Regions from separate parts of the Mus musculus genome. Here regions 2 and 3 are each linked to region 1. A link is a contact called in public promoter capture Hi-C data. All regions are on one chromosome and are shown on one strand. Each heading gives the region's core, a stretch centred on a gene start, on an enhancer-like site or on the middle of the called end of the contact. The rest is flanking DNA. Distances are from core to core; before and after follow the strand shown.

Region 1 (3,903 bases), core at 204-2,703:
TCTGGCGCCCCCTTCTGGCCTTCAGGCACACATGCAGACAGAACATTGTATACACGATAAATAAATCATGAAAAGAAACAGAAACCGGAGAGACTGACTGTCTCCCTGTACATATCTCCTAAACCCACTTCAAAGTCCAACTGATAATAAAACAGGTGGAGCTAAGAACTTTTGAAATATGAAAATGACTTTAAATGTTCAAAGTCAAGTCATTTACGCCAGGGAGTCCAAGTGCGCACCTGAACTGCCAGCATCGGAAAGGCCAAGGCCAGAAATATCACACCATTTAGAGTGTGACCAGGGTCATAAGACCTTATCTCAGAAACCAAAGCCCATGATGGGTGTGGTGTTCCCGCGGCAGAAGCAGGCAGATCTCCCGGCTTGAACTCTTGAGAGTGCAAGCCTCATCCATTCACTAAGTTCCAGGCCAGCAGGAGCTACGATAAAGCTCTGTCCCATAAAGGAGAAGAGAAACGATACATATTACTAAAAAGCTTATTTCACAAAGGGCCCTTAAGGCTCTTTATACCAGGGCTCTAGTTTTCTCCAAAATTGAAAAGGGGCCTTTAAGTAGACCGGTTATTATCAGCAGGGCACCGGGAGGCTCTGCTCTGCAGGATTCTTCTCCATGATTTCCGCAAAGTTCAGGCTCACGCTCCCATCCCTTCCCCATAGAAGCACCCACAGTTTGTAAGTAAGGTTTAAAAAAAAAAAAAAAAATCACGTCCTTCATCCATCCAGCATCGGTAACAACAAACAAGCCTGGAAAGACATCTCAGGGCCCCCACGGTCCCCTGAGGTCAGTGGTTAACACACGCACACACCCCTAAGCAAACACTTTTTTGTACAACTGATCCTACACACTTGTAATCGCGGCTCTCCCCCCGCCCAGCCCGAAGTACTTCTGAGTTCCCTTCTCCCTGACTGTCCTAACCCTTCGGTCTAGGATGGACCCACATCGCCTGTCGCTTTAGGGACGCCTGGAAATGGCGATGGTCAGATTCAGGGCAAGCGCAGGAAACCTCTCTAGGGTTAAGAGTGCGCCGCGGCCCTGGGACGGGGTTGGGGAGTCGGCCCAAACCTGCTGCTCCCGGGTGCAAAGGTGGAGGTGACGGGGAGAGGGGCTAGGGCCACCCCGGGGACCACCTCGCTTACTCAGTGATGCGCTTGGCCAGTTCCGTGCAGGCGGCCGTGGAGTTGGCCGAGAAGACTCGGTAGCCGGTGCGGGCTGCGTTCATGGCCGGCGAGGCGGCGGGCCGAGCCCGCGGGACACGCAGAGCAGAGCACGCGGACAGCGGGGGCAGCAGCAGCAGCTTCCTGGGCATCCTCCGGCCCGAGGCGCGGCTACAGCGGTCCGCGCGGGGCCGCAGAGGGACGAGGCGCGACACAGATGCGTCCGGATCTCCAAGCCGCACCGAAGGCGCAGCCGAGCGCCGCAGCCTCCTTCGGACCCCGCGGCAGGCCGCGCCCCTCCGCGACACCGAGTCGAGCAGCTAGAGCGTCCGCCCCCGCCGCCATCTCGGAAAAGGGCAGGGAGGTGGGCATGGCATGGAGAGCCTGTTCTGACACAGGCGCCGCTGACTCGCGTGTTCGCCTGAGTTTGAGTCTCCGGGGACAGGTATTTTAATGTCCACTATTCTGGGAGGTGCAGCCATGTTTAGTGGTACTTATAAATGTTTTCAAATTTACTGCCAGGAACTAAGATGTCCGCCCAGGGACCGGAGACAATCTAGCCTCACGCCTCTATGATGAACGAGCCTCCGGCGCTCCCCTCCACGCTTGCGCAGGCTGGGATTTATTTGAAAAGGGACAGCCGGCCCTTTCCCTTTTGCGGGCACTTAAACTAACTGCTCCAGAATCTGGACGTGGAGGCCTTCCCTAGACGTTATATCTGTGTCTGCACGTGAGGCAAGGTTGCACTCCTGCCCGTTGTTGTTCTCAGTTCTCCCACCCGTCCCCCTCAACCCCAGCCAGCCGCTCTGCCCGCATGAGTTCGCCTTGTGCAAATACAGAAGGCGCGTGTGTTCATTTACTTTTGTGTAAATAGATGAAGTCGTTCCAAAGAGACATTTGAGCCTCTCGATCTATCAGACTGTTTGAAAAACGGACCCCCAAAGAAGTAAAGATCTTCCCCCACCCACCTCAGGAATGTCATGCTGGGAGAAAAAAAAACGTGACTCCCAAAAACAGCTTTCACAGAGCTCCAGAGACTTCTCAGACCACCTTACAGGCTGAGGTTGAAGCCCATGCAAGGGCGTCTCAATGATGGTCGGGACCTTGCCCTGGAAGGGACGGCTTAGGTGGCAAATCCTCGGCCTTCTGCTTACATTTTTATCTCACTTCTGGACGGAGGACAGACTTGTGGACTTCTCTGGATTCCTCTGTTCCTCTTACCGATGTTGCTAGGTTTAATAAATCTCCCTTTTCTGCTTTCTGTTTTCAGTTCGACTTTTAATTTTAATTTTAATTTAATTTAATTTAATTTAATTTAATTTGGCTTTTCGAGTCAGGGTTTCTCTGTGTAGCCCTGGCTGTCCTGGAACTCGCTGTGTAGACCAGGCTGGACTCGAACTCAGAAATCTGCCTGAACATTGAGTCTTTCTGTGTCTGTGCACCGTGCATACACAGTGCCTGCAAAGGCCAGAAGAGGGTGTCAGATTCTCTGGAACTGTAGTTTGGAGTCAGTTGTGGGCTGCTGGGTCTTCAGGAACAGCAGCCAGTGCTCTTAACTGCTGAGCCATCCCTCCCGTGCCCAAGTTGCAATTTTAATTAACATATTGAAGAAGGTGGCCAGACCTGACTTGGACTCAGATTGTGAGCCCCAAGGTTGATTACACTAGACCTAATCAGGAAGGGCCGATAAGCTCTCTGGCCTCACCTCATAACCTGTTTCGCTAGGCCTTTTCCCTTCCTGCTCTTTAAGTAGCACATGGCAGGTACCCTCTTCAGTCTTCCTATTCTCTCAGTGTTATTCAAGGGCCAGACACCAGGGACCACCATAAAAGGGTGAAGCTTCAGTGTCTTGCACGGAATCACCAATTGCTGATACATATCTTATGCAAGGAAGGGACTTACAAAACACATTCATGACCTTGGCAACCTGAATCTGGACCATGACCCTCGTCACCCAGTCCTGGGGCACCTGCTCAATAAACTATCCCTGTCTGACTGAGATTGGTGTTTGTGTGGCTTGTGAGGCGATTTCTGGCCCCCAACACATATGATCTTATACTATGACACATACCTGAGGAAATATGAAAGGGGAAATGATGTATTTAAGTTCCTGGTTTTGCCAGTTTTAATCCAAAATCGACTGGGTCCATTGCTTCCGGTCACAGCCAAAATGGAATATCTTAATATCAGAAGTATATGGTAAGAGCTTGAAGTGGAAACTTCAATTTTCTTTGGAAAGTCAGCTGGAGATTGAAATCGCTGCAGAGAACCATTTCTAAACAGGTCCACTTCCCCCGTATCCTAGTAACCTTCCTTTTCCACTGCCTCAGGTGGGTGGTGGGCTAGAGGGGACGCTGAAGCATTTAAGAACCATCATGAAAAGTAGGTTTTGAAAAAAATCAAAGCAACAAGGGCTCCTTCCAATCTGTTCGCCCGTTCACAAGTGTCTGACTAGGGCTACCAAGGGCTCCTTAGTGAGAGCCGTCCACAGTCATCTCCCCTTGTCTCAGACCTCCAGCACTTATTGATGGGAGGAGCATCTCATACTGATGGGAGTATCCCAAACTGATGGCAGCATACCATACTGATGGGAGGAGCATCCCATATGGATGGGAGCATCCCATACTGATGGCAGCATGCCATACTGATGGGAGGAGCATCTCATACTGATGGGAGCATCCCATACTGATGGGAGTATCCCATACTGATGGGAGCATCCCATGGGGATTC
Region 2 (4,161 bases), core at 383-2,882, 1.1 Mb before region 1:
TCATATACTTACTAAATACTAAGTGGATGTGATAAATGTCAAAACATTGCTTCCAGGTTCAGCATCAAGGATGGGGGCTCCCTCTTACAGCATACTGACCTGGCGTGGAAGGTCTCATTCCAGGACTTCAGGGCATTTCCAATTGCCTTCTGGTTTTGGGGCATGACCTCCACAAAAGATACCCAATCAATGGTTTTTAGAGCAAGTTTACGCCCAGCCATCTTGGGATACTAGAAAACAAAACAGCGCCTTTGGAGAGAACCCCTGAAGGAGACCATTCCAGAGAAATACAAGTCGTTAAGAGACGGATCAGCTCAAGCATTTGATGGGTATATATATGCAACAGATGAAAGAATTCGGATTTAAACCAGGAAAGAGGGCTAGGGATGTAGCTAGTTGCTAGAATGCTTGCCTGGCATGGACAGAGTCCTGGGTTCCCTCTCCAGCACCAGAAACACTGAGGTAGAGGCAGAGAATCAAAGTTCAAGGTCACATGAGAGATGTGGGAGCTTGTCTCAATACATCAAAATAAAGCTCTACAACCCAGAATATAAACATGTTCTCTCCTACCAGGCTGCCCTTCCTCTATCCCAACTCATTTCTATTCTTTGCAGACACTTCTAAAGGAAGTCATAAGCTGCCCAAAGGCTAACTAAGCTACTGTGTTTTGGCCACTGACTCTCCACCACAACCCCGGCCATTCACTCGAACTGTCCTGCCCAGGTCATCCTGTCCACAGCACACATACTGTGCACTTTCAGAGGCATTTTTACACAAATGATACTGTGAAAAGAAAGTGACTGAAGCGGTCTTGAGACCAAAACAAGACGAGATACAGAAAATAACTATGAAGAGAGCCAACCGAAAAGTGGAAACCATCTACACAAGCTCTGAGTGGGGGATACCTTCCTATCGATCAAAGTTGTCAAATGCCGGTCTCTCTCCTTCCTTCCTTCCTTCCTTCCTTCCTTCCTTCCTTCCTTCCTTCCTCAGTACAGCTTACGTCTCTAAGAGACAGAGACAGAGACTAAGACAGTTGTCAAGTGAACTAAGGATGCCAGAGAACGAAGTGCACTGGAGAAAGCAGGAGTTACAGACTTTTTGTTATCTGATTCATCTCTAGCGCTGGTTGTTTCTCAGACAAATTGGCCAGCCTGCTCTCATACACAGGTCATAAGCATAGAGAATGACCAATAGTTAATTAGATCAATCGGTAAACCTCATGAGGAATAGGAATCCTCCATTCGAAGGGAAGGACGTAGAGTTGAAGTCTGCTAGGTGTCTTGTCCTCTCTGAAAGTTACCACCCTAACTCTGTGATGCTTTCCCGACCCCTAAACTCCACTCCTGAGATCGCCACACAGTGTGAGACAAAAGTCTGTGGCAACATCTAAATTCACGGTGATTGGCTAAGTCACTGCCAGGCCCCAGGCTCGCCCCGCGGGAAAGCGAGCAGGGCAAAGCAGTGACCTCGGGCGCTCTGCTAGCGGGGCAGCTCGAAGGCCCGATGTCCTCCGTGGAGCTGGAACAAGTGTGGAAGCGAGGTCTGGAATACAATACAAAAGAGTCCGTGGAGATTCGACCCAACACCTCAGACCCCACTCACCTTCACCGACCCCCGGCGGAGTGCTCTCTCTCCAGCAAGCAAGGAACGGAAGAGAGTTGCCGGAAGTTCTCTCCTTGGCCAATCCGAACGAGCAATAGGCGGGTCTCATGTCACACTTCAGCCAATGAGCATGGAGTCCCGTCCTGGAAGGCGGGCGCGGCGCCTGCGCCGTCGGGGTCCCTTTTCCCCCTGCCCCACGCCCGCCGATGGGCCGGCCCGGCTCTCCCCGCCGAGGAGTCGGCCGGCCCGGCGGCGCGCGGGCAGCGGCGGCCCAAGATGGCGGAGCTGCAGCTGGACCCGGCAGTGGCGGGGCTGGGAGGGGGTGGCAGCAGTGCGATGGGCGACGGCGGCGGCTCGGGCCGCGGACCCCCCAGCCCTCGCCCTGCGGGCCCGACACCCCGCGGACACGGCCGCCAGCCCGCCGCCGCCGCGCAGCCGCTGGAGCCCGGGCCCGGACCTCCGGAGCGGACGGGAGGCGGCGGGGCCGCCCGCTGGGTCCGGCTCAACGTGGGCGGTACCTACTTCGTGACCACCAGACAGACCCTAGGCCGGGAGCCCAAGTCCTTCCTCTGCCGCCTGTGCTGCCAGGAGGACCCGGAGCTGGACTCCGACAAGGTGCGCCCCGCCCTCGGGCGCGCCCCCGGGTGTTGGGACCCATTCCAGGCTGGTGCTCCGATCTCTGGGACGCGTTTCCCTCCAGCGGGTCCTGCAAACCCGGACTTGAGTCCACTCTCTTCCCCCCGAGTTAGCACTGGCCACCTCAGAATGATCTCCCGTCCCAGTTCTGCCCCATCTTCAGGCACACTCCGGTTTCCCTTCGCACCCCGCTCTTTTCTCAGCTGCTCCTGCGTGGAGTTGTCTACCTGCACCCACGGGAGCCCCCTTCGTGCTCCTGTCACATTCCCTGCCCCTCCTGGGGACCACCCCTTCTCAGATCTGCATGAGTTTTTCTTTGGCTCCCGGGCGGCCCCCTGCTGCTGGTGCCAAATGCATTCAGAACTGGGTCAGGGTGAATGACCACATCTTGGTCACTTTCGGAGGACTCAGGTCCTGTTCCATCCCTGTGTAAAGTGGTATTAAACTCGGGGTTTAATGATAGCGTCCACTACTGAAGGCTGCAGGAAGTGCTTGTGATACATCCTGTGGTGGTGATAAAATCCTGGTCCCAGACCTTTTGTGCCGTAACAGTCACCGTTTCGGTACATTTTTGAAAGTAAATGCACTCCTTGGAAAGATGGGCTGATAGGTTAGGACCCAGAGAATGTGTAGCGTCAAACACAGGGTTGAGCAGTGGCAAGACGTCATTCATTTCCAGTTTGAACTGTAACTTTTGCAGGTTGACCTTTGACTCTCAAACGCATCCATACCATAAAGCACTCCCATGGTTAGTAGACTTGCATAAACCCTTAATCAGTTTCATCTGTTCTCTGATACCAAATTGATGGGAACCTTAAGAGATTCCAGAACTCCTGTTTATAGGGAATTATTTTTATATACCCTAAATCTTCCTTATGGCCAACACAAGCCAGTTTCTTGTTTCTTTTACTGTAAAGATGAGTAGGATTAAAGTTGCTCTGAGCCAAGTCCTGGCAGTACCAAGCTTCCTCTGGGCACAGAGATAGGGTGTGTGAGATTGCAGCTGCCAGTGCAGACTCCCACTGATGTTGGCCTTGGGCTCAGGAGAACTGCCAATAGAATGGAAGTTTTCTCAGAATTAGGACTGTAGTCCAGGGGCAGTGAAGGAGTCAGAACGCTTAACACAGCTATGAGATTTCCTTCATCCCCTCCCTGTAGCTGGTACCCTACAGAAGAATGTTAACAGAATGTGGGTCTACCCAGTAAATAAAGGCCTGGGCAGTGGGAGTGACTGTGCGTCTAAGACATCTGACCTGAAATGATCTTAAAGCCAGCCTCTGGTCAATAGTTTAAAATAAGCAAACTGTAGCAAAACCGGCTCAGTAAATAAATAAATAAATAAATAAATAAATAAATAAATGGTTTTTAGCTGACATAGTGACTGTTGCCTGAGTGCCCCGGCGGATTAGGGAAATGCTATTTAGAAAATGTTGCTTGGCTGTGCTCGGTTGACAGGACGAGACTGGAGCGTATCTGATTGACAGAGACCCTACCTACTTTGGTCCTATCCTAAACTACCTCCGCCATGGGAAACTCATCATTACCAAGGAGTTGGCAGAAGAAGGTAAGGCCACCTGTCTGGTTTCAGACTTGTGGTTGATTAGAGCTGCTTCGAGGACTTCCGGTTTGGTTTGGGATCGCCCCTGAGCTTGCGCAGGTGGGAGAGTTAGTGAAAGTAAGCGGGTAGCCTCCAGCTCCCGGGCTTGTGCAAACGCCTGGAAGGAGGCTGTGCGGAGCTGGGTCAGCTGTAGTGTGGAGCCGGCTTGCTCCGCTCGCAGAATCTGCTTTAGGCTTGTAAACCTGTGTCCCCATCACATGTGTCATATTTGCGGTGAGTGCCTGAAGCGCCACGTCTTCGTCAGCCAGGTGTTTTCATTTTTCCATTTTCCTTTGGACTTGTGAAAATAATGTTAATAAATG
Region 3 (3,752 bases), core at 904-3,403, 1.3 Mb before region 1:
TTCGCTGCCCTGTTACCTTCTGGGCCCCTCCCCTAGGGCTGCTTTCCCTTCCCACTTACATTTTGGACGGTTTCTCCTTCTGCAGCTCTAAATCTGACCCATCTCGCTAGATCATCTCCAGTTTTCTCCCTGGCTGCCGGCCCTCACAAATCCCCCAGGTCCCGCCCACCTCAGTTTACCTGCCCAGCCATTGGCTGTAAAGCAATCCTTTAATGCCAATCAAATCCAGCTGGGGGCGGAGACAGAAGGTCTGGGACCTCTGCCTTTGGGAGCCGAATTGAATTGAGACAGCGTTAGAACCAATCCCTAACACCAGCTAAGCCCTAACCTCTGAAGCCTTTGCCTCCTCCCAAAATAATAATGGAGCCAACAACACACACCAAAGTCCCAAACCAAGGGGTCAGTAGTATCCCAGTCGAATTCTCCCTACCGCTTCCCAGCTTCTCTTAGCTCCGGGCATCGTCCCTGTTCCTTGGAGTCATCAAATATTCCTGTCTCTACCTCTGGCTTCACGAGGCTGTCTTCTAGCCATTTGCTTTAAACCTTTCCCCATCACACAGTCACACTGGGTTAGGGGCTTGTCTCAGTTAATTTTCCCGTTGCTGTGATAAAATACCCGGACACAAACAGCGTGTGAAGAAGGGAAGTTTGGTTAGATTCCATCGAGACGGGGGAAGCCCCAGCAGCAGGAGCCTGAGGCAGCTAACCTCAAACAAGCAACAGAGAACAAGAGGTGTGATCTCTTCCTTTTCATGCTGCCCTCCTCTGGAGTGGGTCTTCCCACCTCGGTCAACCTAATTAAGATATTCCCTCACAGCATGACTCTAGGGCCTGCCAAGTTAATGATCAGTATTAACCATCACGGAACCCCTATTCCAGTATGGCCCAGTTCTAACCTACATCTCTAATGTTCCTGTTGCCAAGGAAGGCCACACACATTTTGGGTACCAGTGCCTAGGACTTCAGCATATCTCTTGGGGGACACGATGTACCCCCACAACATTAGTTTTCAGTGGACGGTGAGCAAGGGGCAAGCCACTACCCCTCTCCAATTCCCACCTCGACAAAGTCACCTCCATCCAGGCTCCGGGATCTCCTCTCAGCTGTCATGAAATAGTTCCTGCTGATGTACACAGCCATTTCCCAAGTCATAGTCACCCCAAAGCCAGCCCTCACTGCCCTCACCTAAAAAGTTGAGGGGCCCAACCCCCTTCCTACACCCCGCATCCAGTCCCCGCATCCTGTTCCTTTCTATACAGCGTTGAGATGTTGAAAAGTTGGCCCACAAGCTACTGAACCCTGGTATGTGCAACCCCAGATTCTCCATATCCCCCGTCATCCGGAGCTGCAGGGTTCCTGGGCTGTACTAGAAACAGCTCAAAACGACCCACGACTTCATGAATTCCTGTGGCACCCACTCGGTGGCTAGGCCTAGGCCTTCCCTGAATAATGTTGGCCCTATCTTGTCCCCTTGGAAAGATGGGCTTCAAGAGCTCACCTTCCCGTGGTGGGAGGACATCAGGGGCTTAGACTAACAAATGAGGGAGAAACATGGCAAAGAGCTCCAAGTGTTAGCACCACCCAGGAGCTCCCCAGATGGTCAGTGCGCTCCAAGGTGAGTGTCGGTGAAAAAGTAGGCTCAGATGAGCTGAGGTCTATCAGAACCGCTTGGGTGCTAGTCTCAGAATGCAACTTCCTGTCCAACATTGTTCAGGGACGTCCCCAGCTTCTTGCCTGCAGGTAAGTACCGGACTGTCAACTGGCTGGAGCTCGGGCGCGCCCTGCTGGCCACTGCATTGCCGCAGTAGGAAACCAAGCCCCACACCTTCCGCAGCTAGCTGGGTCTCCCGGGTCCGCAGCCTCGATGGCAATCTAACTTCACCACTGCGACCTTAATGGGCTGGTCCTGTAGCAGGACTCATTCCGTGCTGTAAGAGCACTAAACTAGGCTAATGTCTCTCAGGGGGACTGCCACTCCCTAGGGTGTGCATTCTGCGAGTCTCAGACGTCCTGGCTGGCGTCGTCGAGGGGATGGCGGGACGGAGGGAGGAGTCTATCAGGGTCCGAGCCGGTTGGTGGATGGGGAGGGAGGAGTGGGCGGAGCCTAGGGCAGGGCGGTTCCTCGCTCTCCCTCGCTTGCTTCGAGCCGGGCTCACCTCTGACTGTCCGGGGACATGACTGGCACACCAGGAGCTGCTACCGCTGGGGATGGCGAGGCCCCTGAGCGCTCCCCGCCCTTCAGCCCGAACTACGATCTCACCGGCAAGGTGGGTGGGCTCTGCGCTCAGTGCTGGGGACCCCCCAGGCCGGCACTTAGGGACATCCCTCCCGATGTCCTTTGCCTTAGGACCCTGTCCTTCCCTGTCTACACCCCTCTTCTGGAAGTGTCAGCTGGGTCTCTGGTCTGGGGCATAACCCCTGGGCTCATCCCAGTCTCTAGGGTTCTAGGCTGACCTCGGAGGGCATGGGGTAAGGCAGATCTGAAAGACTAAGACTCCCCCACCCTAGGAACAAAAACCCAGTTCCTTCTGCCACACTTTGGAATACTGGGAGACAGGGACTCTCTGAAGACACAGACAGGGCATCCCCGCCTTCAGAGGCATCTCAAGGTTAATGCCCTTTTTGAGCTAAGCCTCAAAAAGTGACACCTGTCACAGGCGTGCAGTGCTTTGGGTCCCCACTCAGCGGTACATCCCACCCTTCCCCTCCCCACTGCCTCCAGACATAGACTCACAGCTCCTTCCCAACACCCCAGGCTGCATGTAGCCAGCCTACAAGTCCACTTGGGAATTTTCAGAAGCTGAGAAAGAACATGGCAATTAGTGACCATGGCCCACTCTCCCCCTCCCCCCGCCCGGCCCCCCGACGACCTTAAAGGCAACTCTCTGGGGTGCATACATTCTGCAGGAATGCCCTGAATAAAAGGATGTCTGTCACCACCTCTCTTATTGGTGTCCTTGGCTTAAGCAAGTACATGGAACTCTAAAAAGAGATGCTGAGCCAGCCAGCCTCTTGCACTATTTTTCTACAGGGTTTAGGAGAGAGAAGTAAGAGCTATGCCAGGTAGAAGTGATGCCTGGTCTTGAAGGGTACCTGCCTCTTTCAGGGTCTTGGTTCCTCTCAAACACCAGATCTCACTCTCACTAGGAGCTTCACATCTCCACCCCCTAGGGTTTCAGGGGAAGCCAGTCAGCCAGCCTACCCACCCAGAGACGTTGAGATAGGCGTCCTGTGTGGGCTTGTGGCAGGAAATGGGGCTCTAAGTCCTCAGGGGAGGGGAGTTGCTGATGGCCAGCCCCCACCCCCAGGCTGATGGGGATCTCCTGACCTCCTAGCCCTGCAGGACAACTGAGCTGTTTACCTAGGAGGTGGCAAGGCTGAGCAGCTGTTTGTGTTTGGTGGACTTGATGGGCTGGGTGACCGGCTGCATCATTTGCTCAAGGCAGCTGTGATCTGTAAAGTACACAAATACCGGTATTCGCCTGCCTCCCTCCCTCCCTCCCCCTGTATGGCTGGGGCCCCAGAGCCATCAGAGTGCCTGCTGGGAGCACCTGCAAAATAGCTGACCCCCAGCCTGCCAGGCTTGGCCCAGTCCTGAGTCTGTAGCTGTGGGAAAAGAGCATGATGAGAAAAGATCCTTGGAGCACCTTAGGTCTGGGGTCTTGGGCACTCTTCTTAAGTGGTCCCCATCAATCTTGTCGTTAGTCATTGACAAGCTCCAGAAAGGCTGCAAAGGAACGAGCCCCACTCCC

The links. Promoter capture Hi-C pulls out the DNA fragments that hold promoters and counts their contacts.
Region 2: a contact with region 1 is called in a promoter capture Hi-C map of liver, with 3 times the contacts expected there. The contact joins the promoter of Atp5h here to the promoter of Prpsap1 in region 1. A contact is called at or near these places in 3 of 39 promoter capture datasets (the C10 cell line, liver and pre-B cells).
Region 3: a promoter capture Hi-C map of pre-B cells shows a contact between it and region 1, with 4 times the contacts expected there. The contact joins the promoter of Rab37 here to the promoter of Prpsap1 in region 1. A contact is called at or near these places in 2 of 39 promoter capture datasets (liver and pre-B cells) and 1 of 484 Hi-C or Micro-C datasets (regulatory T cells).

What each region holds. Positions count from the first base shown.
Region 1 is chr11:116,488,893-116,492,795 of GRCm38.p6, forward strand. It overlaps Prpsap1 (phosphoribosyl pyrophosphate synthetase-associated protein 1), which reads right to left and starts at 1,454. Exons shown (of 10, transcript NM_026364.1): 1 at 1,156-1,454. The coding sequence starts at 1,325.
Region 2 is chr11:115,418,287-115,422,447 of GRCm38.p6, forward strand. It overlaps Atp5h (ATP synthase, H+ transporting, mitochondrial F0 complex, subunit D), which reads right to left and starts at 1,633. Exons shown (of 6, transcript NM_027862.1): 1 at 1,606-1,633; 2 at 100-230. The coding sequence starts at 221. It overlaps Kctd2 (potassium channel tetramerisation domain containing 2), which reads left to right and starts at 1,840. Exons shown (of 6, transcript NM_183285.3): 1 at 1,840-2,220; 2 at 3,697-3,805. The coding sequence starts at 1,882.
Region 3 is chr11:115,152,025-115,155,776 of GRCm38.p6, forward strand. It overlaps Rab37 (RAB37, member RAS oncogene family), which reads left to right and starts at 2,154. Exons shown (of 9, transcript NM_021411.4): 1 at 2,154-2,267. The coding sequence starts at 2,175.